3 separate regions of the Drosophila melanogaster genome follow, and all the other regions are linked to region 2. A link is a contact called in public Hi-C data. All regions are on one chromosome and are shown on one strand. The core of a region is the stretch at or near the end of the contact, and the rest is flanking DNA. Distances in the headings are between cores, read along the strand shown. Region 1 holds the start of Hrs (Hepatocyte growth factor regulated tyrosine kinase substrate). Region 2 holds the start of FASN1 (Fatty acid synthase 1). Region 3 holds the start of CG8838.

The links. A called contact is a pair of places that touch in the nucleus more often than the background predicts.
Region 1: a Hi-C map of the Kc167 cell line shows a contact between it and region 2, with 4 times the contacts expected there. A contact is called at or near these places in 2 of 107 Hi-C or Micro-C datasets (the D17-c3 cell line and the Kc167 cell line).
Region 3: a contact with region 2 is called in a Hi-C map of the S2 cell line, with 2.0 times the contacts expected there. A contact is called at or near these places in 5 of 107 Hi-C or Micro-C datasets (the D17-c3 cell line, the Kc167 cell line, the S2 cell line and 1 more).

What each region holds. Positions count from the first base shown.
Region 1 is chr2L:2,738,557-2,741,409 of dm6, reverse strand. It overlaps Hrs (Hepatocyte growth factor regulated tyrosine kinase substrate), which reads right to left and starts at 1,424. Exons shown (of 6, transcript NM_164496.1): 1 at 1,376-1,424; 2 at 1,199-1,270; 3 at 937-1,021; 4 at 626-890; 5 at 1-302. The coding sequence starts at 1,229. CG31689 reads right to left here. Exons shown (of 11, transcript NM_001273025.1): 7 at 2,795-2,853; 8 at 2,627-2,727; 9 at 2,386-2,541; 10 at 2,113-2,321; 11 at 1,580-2,048. The coding sequence ends at 1,910.
Region 2 is chr2L:3,055,218-3,058,467 of dm6, reverse strand. FASN1 (Fatty acid synthase 1) reads right to left here and starts at 1,870. Exons shown (of 6, transcript NM_134904.3): 1 at 1,544-1,870. It overlaps FASN2 (Fatty acid synthase 2), which reads right to left. Exons shown (of 7, transcript NM_001273057.2): 6 at 3,155-3,250; 7 at 2,325-3,091. The coding sequence ends at 2,981.
Region 3 is chr2L:3,356,180-3,358,993 of dm6, reverse strand. CG8838 reads right to left here and starts at 1,348. Exons shown (of 1, transcript NM_134925.3): 1 at 376-1,348. The coding sequence starts at 1,244. The coding sequence ends at 573. It overlaps GramD1B (GRAM domain containing 1B), which reads left to right. Exons shown (of 10, transcript NM_134926.4): 10 at 1-354.

The DNA.
Region 1 (2,853 bases), core at 175-2,674, 320 kb after region 2:
TTAGCGCCTCCACTGCCGCTCGTCGGACGCTGGAGGGCAGCGAAGCAGCCGTCGCACACACGCACCTCCTTTTCGATGCCGTACTTGGGCAGCGGACACTGCTTGGCCGTGCATTGGCCACAGAAGACCTGGCCGCAGTTCCGGCAGTGGTGCTTCCGGTTGGTGAAGGTGAACTCCACGCGACAGCGATGGCATACCCTGCCATCTGCCCAGTTGGGCGCCGTGTCCGCCGTGAACATGGCATCTGCCTCCCGAAGTTCGGGGAAAGTGTGCCCCTTCGCCTTCAGGATGGTCATGGTGTCCTGCAGAGAATGGGATTGTTAGTAAAGTTAGCTGTAGTTATGTGGCGTGAGTCTACAAGGGATTCCTCCTCAATGCTAAGTTCCTCCTCCGAGCTCATTTCTATTCAACTGATGACATTTCACTGGGTTTTGCTACGCAGCAAACAGTTGTTTCCTACTAATTAAATTAATGGCAAAGCGCAGGGCCGGATTTTGAACTAAGTGTGCGCTGGGCTGATGCAAAGTGTTATATTCAATGCAAAAGTATAGAGAAACCCACAATCTTTTTCAAAGTGCATCAATCGCATGGTAAAGATCCCTTTAGATGGAGCTGCCAATCCTACCTTGATGGCCTGGTACTTGTCCGAGGAGCGGAAGGCGTACGCCCAGGTCTGCACCAGCTCCAGCATCTTCTGGCGCACGTTCTCGTGGGGCGTCGACTCGAGGAAACTGCTGAACATCTCGCAGTTCTCCTTGGTGAACACCTCCTCGTGAACGGGTGCGCCGCAGTTCTTGACGATGCTCTCGAGGACCAGGAGGGAATAGCAGGAGGAGTGCGGGTTGGGCGAGTTCATCTTCTTCTTGATGGCGGCAAAGGCATTCTTGGGACTGGTTTTTTGATTAAAATAATAAATCTGGAATCGCCGAAACTTACGTGACATCTTTCTGGTTGATTTCATCGCAAATCAGAAGAATTGATGGCCAGTCGGGCTCCAGACGCAAGTGACTGGTGGCATTTTCTGCGAGTGGAAAGTGCGTAATTGTTAGACCTTTGTGTGTTTATCAAAATCTTCAATTGTTTTGGAGTTCAATCGCCTTTTTATTGTTACTTCTGAATTCTTCTTCCTTGTTTTTTTTGTTTTTCGATGAGTCATTTTTTCTTATTGGTTTATTTCCTTGACTTTGGTGCTTCTTACCTAAGTTTTTGTCGAAACTTGATCGAAACATGTTTTCTGTTTTCTTTTATGCTGCTTCTCGTCGTTGGTTTTCTATTGTTATTCGTTTAAAATAAGGAAAGCTTATTATTATTGTTTTGCAAGCAAAGAAATTTTCTGCAATGCGCTAGTGCTGCCACATCAATGAAATTAACATACCCTTACAGTGCTGCCAGATGACGAAAAGCAAGGGCAACGCAAATAAGAGCAGCACTACATGACTGACGTAACGATTGACGTAAAGTTTGGAATTTTCGTAACGGATTTTTAAAAATTTGAAATGACTTTTATATTAACATATTAACATTAAGCCCCAGATTGGAATCGCATTTTGTGCCATAAAAATAAATGCGCTACTCATTTGCTTAAGCTTCTTGTTTATTTTGTTTGTTCATACAGGTCTCGCTTACAATTAGGTTAACTAGACAAATAACTACACGTACATACATATATAAAGGTTAGTTATCCATACATAAACAGTATAAAAACTATGATTCGCTATGCTTAGAGGTTGCCGCAACAGTTGGCACTCGCATATTGCAATGGTCCGTTGCATTTGTTAAAGTATCACACGCCGGTATATAAAAGATTGGGTTTACTTGCAACTAAGCGATATACATACATACATAAGTAACATAAAATCACATTCGATTCAAATTAAGCCGAATACTAAAAGCCCCCCCCCCCCCCCCATCAGTTCGTCTTGATCTTGTGCTTCAGCGTAAAGTAGGACAGAACCTTGAATATCGCTATTTGGATGAGGATCATGAGAATGTTGTGACCAAAGTCGCCGTCCTCCATACCAAATTGTCGCAGCACAGTCACAGCGTTCCTAATCGAAAACGATAATAAATGAGTACTTTGAATATTTGCAGCTTGCTTATGCTTTCACTCACTTGAAGTGGCAATAGAACTCCGTGGGCGGGCAGATCAACTGGCCACGCTGATTGCCGTACAGCGAGATCACCATGTTTTCGAGGGCGTAGCGAAGTGGCGATATATAGGCCATGAATCGCATGGCAGCCGGAATGTGATTCAGCAGGATGAGGAAGCCGGAGAACATTAGCATACATGACGTCGAAACGGCGCCAACGAAAGTTCCATTCTGCAAATTAAGTTTTTGTGGTGACAAAGGATTCTAGCATTTGGTTAAAGAGCTCTGCACTTACCACTGGATTCAGCACGGTGCCCAGAAAGACGCCCAGACCATCCGCACAGATCGTGACCACCACCGCACTTAGTAGGTACTTAACAAATCGATCCATTTCCACGGGCTGATCGGTCATCAGATATCCTATCGTTATATACACCGTCGAGAAGATGATCTGAAAAAATATAATATATGTGAGAAAATATAAGTATGTACGTGTGGATAGGTTTTTTCAGGAATCCACAGGATTGCAGACTCACATGGACTGGTGTGGATGTGATGATGGTGGCAAGGTAATAGGTTCGCAATTTGTACCAGTTGTTGAAGGTCTCCTTTCTGATGATCTCTATTTCGGCGGGATCTGTAACACGCATCATATTATATTGTAGAAAGAGGCACATAGTATGCACTCCCCCATTCCGACTTACATCTCAATATGCCCGGCATAATGGTGGTGTACCAGAGATATACGCAATGGATCATGATC
Region 2 (3,250 bases), core at 621-3,120:
GCGTATATTGATTTATCGATGGCCCCCGCCCCCAATCGATCCATCCATCATCAGGCCATATTGCGAAAGTTGCGTCATTGGATATGTAAACACGGGTGACAAACATAGCCCCCTCCCCTTTCCACTCTAAACTGTGTTTGTTTATGCACTCGGTTCCATTCCCGCAGCCATCGATTGGGGCCCAAAGTACTGCTGTACGCGTCAGCACAGCCCCCGCCCAAAAACCCACATCCCCAGCCCAGCAAATCGAATCTGCCTGTGACGCTTCAAGTTCATGAACAAGATGATAACGTCTCTGACTGAGACTAGGCCATGGGGCGATTCCGAAACGGCCTGGTGGTGATAAGAGTGATAAGGCAGCGCTGCCTACTCATACGACTGTGCACCTGTATCGGAAATGTTTGATCGGCGGCGGACGCGTGTTCTTCAGGAAGCGACGACTCTATTAGCCGATAAAGATTAGCCAGACACTCGAAATTTTCCAATCACACAATCGCACGATTCTTGTTTGTTTTTGGCTGCGGAATTGGGGCGTGTGGCCGCCTTTATGGGTTGCTGGGTGTTGTTGTTTTATGCAAAGCGATCGCTTGATAACTCACTTTCAACTTTTTGAGCATTCAGCTGGTAGAGCTAAGCAATTTCTGAAAAGTATTTTACTTTAGGTGCTTAACTTTTGAATTTGATTTTGTATTTAAGCAAACAACTTATTGTTATTGCAACATTTATCACTGCAATTTCAAATGTAATAATAGTAAAATTTATAATATTTGTTTGTTTGCTTGACTTTAGCTAAATACGCAGATAGATTTCCCTATTTTCGTATTAAAAGCAATTTCAAATTTCATTTTTAGTAACTGTCTTAATGGCTGTGCAGTTAGCATGGTTGTAAAATAATGAAAATGGCACACGCAACCGGAAAATTGTTGGATTTGTCATTTCAGAAGGTTTGGGTTCGTTGCAAAAATGGCACTGGACTTATTTACATGGGAATATTTAGCAAGGATTTCCGAATTGCAAAAGGACTATAACGATGTCTGCCAAGGAAATCGTAGAAATTAAGCAGCTCTTGCATGGCAATTAGAAAGGGAAACCCTATCGCGAAGCCCCTACTATATGGAGCAGACGAGAGGAGACTGGGACTTGGACTTCCCCCCACCGCCGCCCGCACATCTTGCAATTAGCGTGTAATTTGGTGTCTCAGCGCAGCAGGAACTGCTGTTTTGGGGGGCGTTTGGAGTAGTAGAACAACACTTCTATGGGTCCTAAAGGTCAAAAGCACTGGAGAGCAAGTGCGAACTTAGTAATTCGTATTTTTAGTCGACTTGACGAATGATCACTTGGAGACGCTCGATCTAACCATTTTTCTCCTATTTTTTTCACACTTTTCCGTTGTTTCTGCTTTTTTTCTTATTTTCGTTAGCAATTCACTTTTTGTCCAGCGAAAATTTCGTTTTCATTTTCTCCTCAGCACACCAGCACACACACACACGCAAATTTGAACAGGGGCTGTTTTATTCCTGCGGCTGCCATTTTTTGTACATACCTAGAAATCAGGCGATTCCTCGACAGCTGTTTTTCGAGTTCTTGGAGTGGAGCGGGCGGAGGGCTGCGCGGAGGATTCGAATTCAGTTTCGTGGGGGGTGTTCCTTTACAGTTGGTCCTGACTGAATGGGGAAACCGTTATAATCCAGAAACTGAAACTGCTTTCGACTCGAAGTTCTCCGTTGACTGCCGTTATTAGCTTAGTTAGTAGCTATTAGTTTTTGAAAATTACTCTGCCACACACAGTTATGTTCTTTGGGATTCAAACGTAGCGTACCGGCTTGTAAAACCACGACAACGACGGAATGCTGCGACGAACGGAAATGCGAGAATCAGGTGAGCGCCGGCCTTTTTATATGACGCCCGCCGCCTCCAAGAAGAGCTTTTGGAGAGCTTCTCGCTGCGCTGCTCTCTCGCGCTGTTAAAAGTTAACCGTAGCACGATGCCCTTCCCCTACAGAGGGTACTTCGAATTCGGTCCGCCGCTTGGGCTGACATCCTCGACCTTACCTCGTAGACCTGATTGATAAGCCGCTGTTTACCGGCGATCTACTCACGGATCTACGATTTCATTTGATCATTCACAATCTACCTGAAATCCATTACTTGTACTTTTCGCTTATTAAGCTTAAAAGTGATTGGTTATTGATCAATTAGATTGAATGGTTTTTAATATTTATAGCACCTATTAAAACATATGTGGGTTCAATGAAAATATGTATAAATATTATTGCTAGTGTCAAAAAGGAAAATTCTTATTTAATTAACCGAATTGAATTAGTTATTATTTCAAAAAGGTCCTAGTTTAAGCAGACTGCGTAAAATTTTTTCAGCAGCAGGGTGTTTTTAATTCGGATTTCCAAAGCCACTGTTATTGGTGTAAACTTCTGTTATTGTTGCTGGACTCTGTGCGGCGCTTAAATTCGCATTAACAGCGATAAGTGGTCAGCTGTTGTGTGCGTGACGGAGATGTAGAAATTTTGATTTGCCCGCCATAGTCGGACCACTTTTTCGTCGATTATTAATCGTCTGGCGAGATCACTAGCGCGATAGAGTGGGCGGCATTATCAATTATGGAAAGGTACGCCGAAGTCGGGTCAATAAAGCCAGCCAGCACGGGTCAGAATGTTCGGATCGTAGTGATTCATCGTGGAAATCATGCGAGTACCACGCGAGTAAAACTGGAAACACGAGCGAACTTCTCCGATCGTTTATAAGCCAATTACTTTGTGAGAAATGCCTCGCGATAGTATACATTTGGAAAATTATCTTGTATTAGACAATGTTCTGATTAGTGAAGTTCGACCGTACTGAATGCGTTCATTATTCTTAAACAATCAATGCGCGATTGCTACGTGTATTGATAGGATTAGGGTATATGTACATTAAGTTCTACAGGATAATTCATCAGCATAATCGTACGAACTACTTCCCTTCCACTAGGGACGCTTCCGCAGGACGCGCTCGATGATCTGTAGAGTGTGCGGCTCCTTGAGGAAGGTCCTGTGTGTACCCTCCACCACATGCATGTCGATCTGGGCACTGCAAATCTGCAAGGATTGGAGGGAAATGGTCATTAAATAATGCTATAGATAGGTTTTATAGGCACTTACCTCCTTGAGGCCATAGTCCTGGGCCATAATCGCATTGTGCTCGGCCGACTTGATCAAGACCACATCGCTGTGGAGCTGCTTGGCGCCCTTGTAGCT
Region 3 (2,814 bases), core at 99-2,598, 300 kb before region 2:
ATATATGGCCAAGTATTGTTAGTCTGTAGTAGTTGCATTTTAATGTACCAGAGCAAAAATAAACAAAGCAAAAGCTTGAAAAAAGCAGGAACCTGTGCGAATTGAATGTGAAGAGAAAACTAAACCGGAATAATTAAGAAAAATACATTTAGATCTAAGCTAACAAAATTTTTAAGTTGGTTAATACCACGCTAAAAACTAACTCTTGTCAAATTAATTTGGGCCCTAGCTAAATTGGCTTACGATTTGTGTCACAATTTAGGCTTATTAAACAGAACATACAAGAATAAGAGACCGAATGTTAAGCTGCAGCAATGAAAATTCTAATTTATTATAAAACCGAATAAATAAAATAAAAAAATAACGCCTTTATTTCATTTCATGACATTTTTATTCATGTGTATATAAACTAGACAATCCATATTTAAGTACATTTTCAATTTGGATCGCCTTCATGTGGGATTCAGTGCGGTCCATCACATGGAGGGATCACTGTGATTAAAGTTGTTGATTACTTGGTGCAAATTTGATTAGCTTGAATGAATGAAAATCTACTGGTATATCTATCGCTTCTAAAGACGCCATCGTTTTGAGACCGGAATCTCTGCATTGCCGAGTCGATCTGCAGACCTGGTATTTCGCATCTGTGCACCCGACTTTTCAGGCGAACTCTTCTTGGTCTTCGTCTTGCTCAGCGTACTGGCATCCTTAGCTGTAGATTCTGCCCTTCTGGGAGAGAGGGGTTGTCGCTTCAACTGAGTGGAACTGGTCTTGCCGAGCTTTGGCTGAGCACGGAATGATCCCTGCCCGGCTACTTTCCTTTTGCGAGGCTGAATGACGACCGTCTTGGAGGAATTGGCACTGGTCTTCTTGCTGGACAGGGAGTGCCTTGGCGACACGGTCTTGGTCTTGCCTCGTCCATGGGACATCTTCTCCACCAGCTTCTTAATTGCGTTCTTCTCGCTCGGTGGCTGGATCTTAAGGAAAGTGTGTTTCTGGGTCAAATGCGCGGCAGTAATGGCATTTGCCGCTGGCGGAGACATCAATTCCAGTGTTTCTGGCAAGGGAAACTCCATCGGACTTGGTTTGTATTTGAAAGGTTTCTTTCCGTCGGCAGCTCCACGTGCTGCTTTAGGCCGACGAACTGGCGGAAGATTTCCATTCAGTTCCCTGCGCAGCCTGATGTGACGTTCCACCATCAAATCGAAGATGGAGACTATCGGGGTATTCAGCATGGACGTCATCGTGTTTAAAACAGAGTAAAAGTTTGGAAAATTCTTTGAATGTTTAGTGATAAATGTGTAATGGGGTGTTTGTACTGCTACAAACTGAGTGGGTGGTTGGAAAATGATTTCTCCATGAACATGTGATCTGACGTATTGGGCAGAGGTATTTTCTTAAAAATTTTGAATCCTTCGTAAATTACAATTATTTAAAGACGCATTTTAAAGCTAAAGACGTATATGCCATATATATACACAAACGCTGACAAAATATTTGCATACTTATAGGCATGTAACTTTAATGTTATAACTTACGTATTGCGATCGTAAATTACAATTATTTAAAGACGCATTTTAAAGCTAAAGACGTATATGCCATATATATACACAAACGCTGACAAAATATTTGCATACTTATAGGCATGTAACTTTAATGTTATAACTTACGTATTGCGATCGTCTTGTTGATAAATCTTGAGTAACGTAAAGTACAATTTTTAAGCTTATAAAGTATATGTGCAATAGATGATGTAAACTTTAAAATAAAGTCGATTTTTTATATTTATCCTAAGTAATCGTATATCCAAAGCGACAAAGTCTAGCAAAAGAAATGGCGACCCAATTTCGATAGCCCTGCTTTATTTCCCAACTCAACCAAGTTCAAAATCCTAAAATAAATTCACATGACGCCGAATGGCATGAGTAAGATCACCGACTTTGTTTATTCCGCTTCTTTTGTTGCATTACAGCTCTCTCCTGGGCAATATCAAGAAAGCCAACCTGACTGATAAGAGTTCAAGTTCATTAAACCGCATAAAAATCAGGAACAATTCGTGCAAAATTTGGGGGCCTTTTCAACGGTTCTTCGATGTAGGGAAGTAAGTATATATTATATACATACATATATGGATTTTATATTGGCCTTAAATACAACTAGGCTACATTGTTATAAAAAACTGCAATCTTCAACCTTGCCTTCTTAACTGGCTACAATTTTCAACACAGCTGTATATAATACACATACGTGTATATAGTCGACTAAGAAATTAAATTAATAGAAAATTTAGCAAATAACATACAAAATGAAAGACCAAGAAACTATTCACATTCCGACATCGCTTAATAAAATTTGTCTAGAAATTCAATATTTGCCGTACGCTCACACGTACACTTAGAAAAATGGCCCACCATACGCACTAGCACACATCAGAAGAAGAAAAGAGCAAATTAAGGAGAAAAAGAAAGAAAATAAGAATCTTATCAGCGGTAGAACAAAAACAAAGTTCAGTAAAAAAAACGAAACAAAAACAAAAAGAAAGCCACCAGAAGTCGAGAGCAACAACAAATTGGCTGTGTGTTTTTTCAAGGTTAAGAGCAAGTGCGTGTGCGTGAATTGGTGCCACTGTATGGGTGTCTCGCACATTTTGCACATTGTGCGTATAAATAAAAAACAGTAACAACAGTAAAACCACCAACACAGCAACAGGAAAAAATAATTTTTTTTATAGAGAGCCGAGAGCTACGCACCGAAAACGAGAAAAAAACATAGCGGCAACTTGGCGACTTATTCGCTCCAAGTTTATGGCAACAC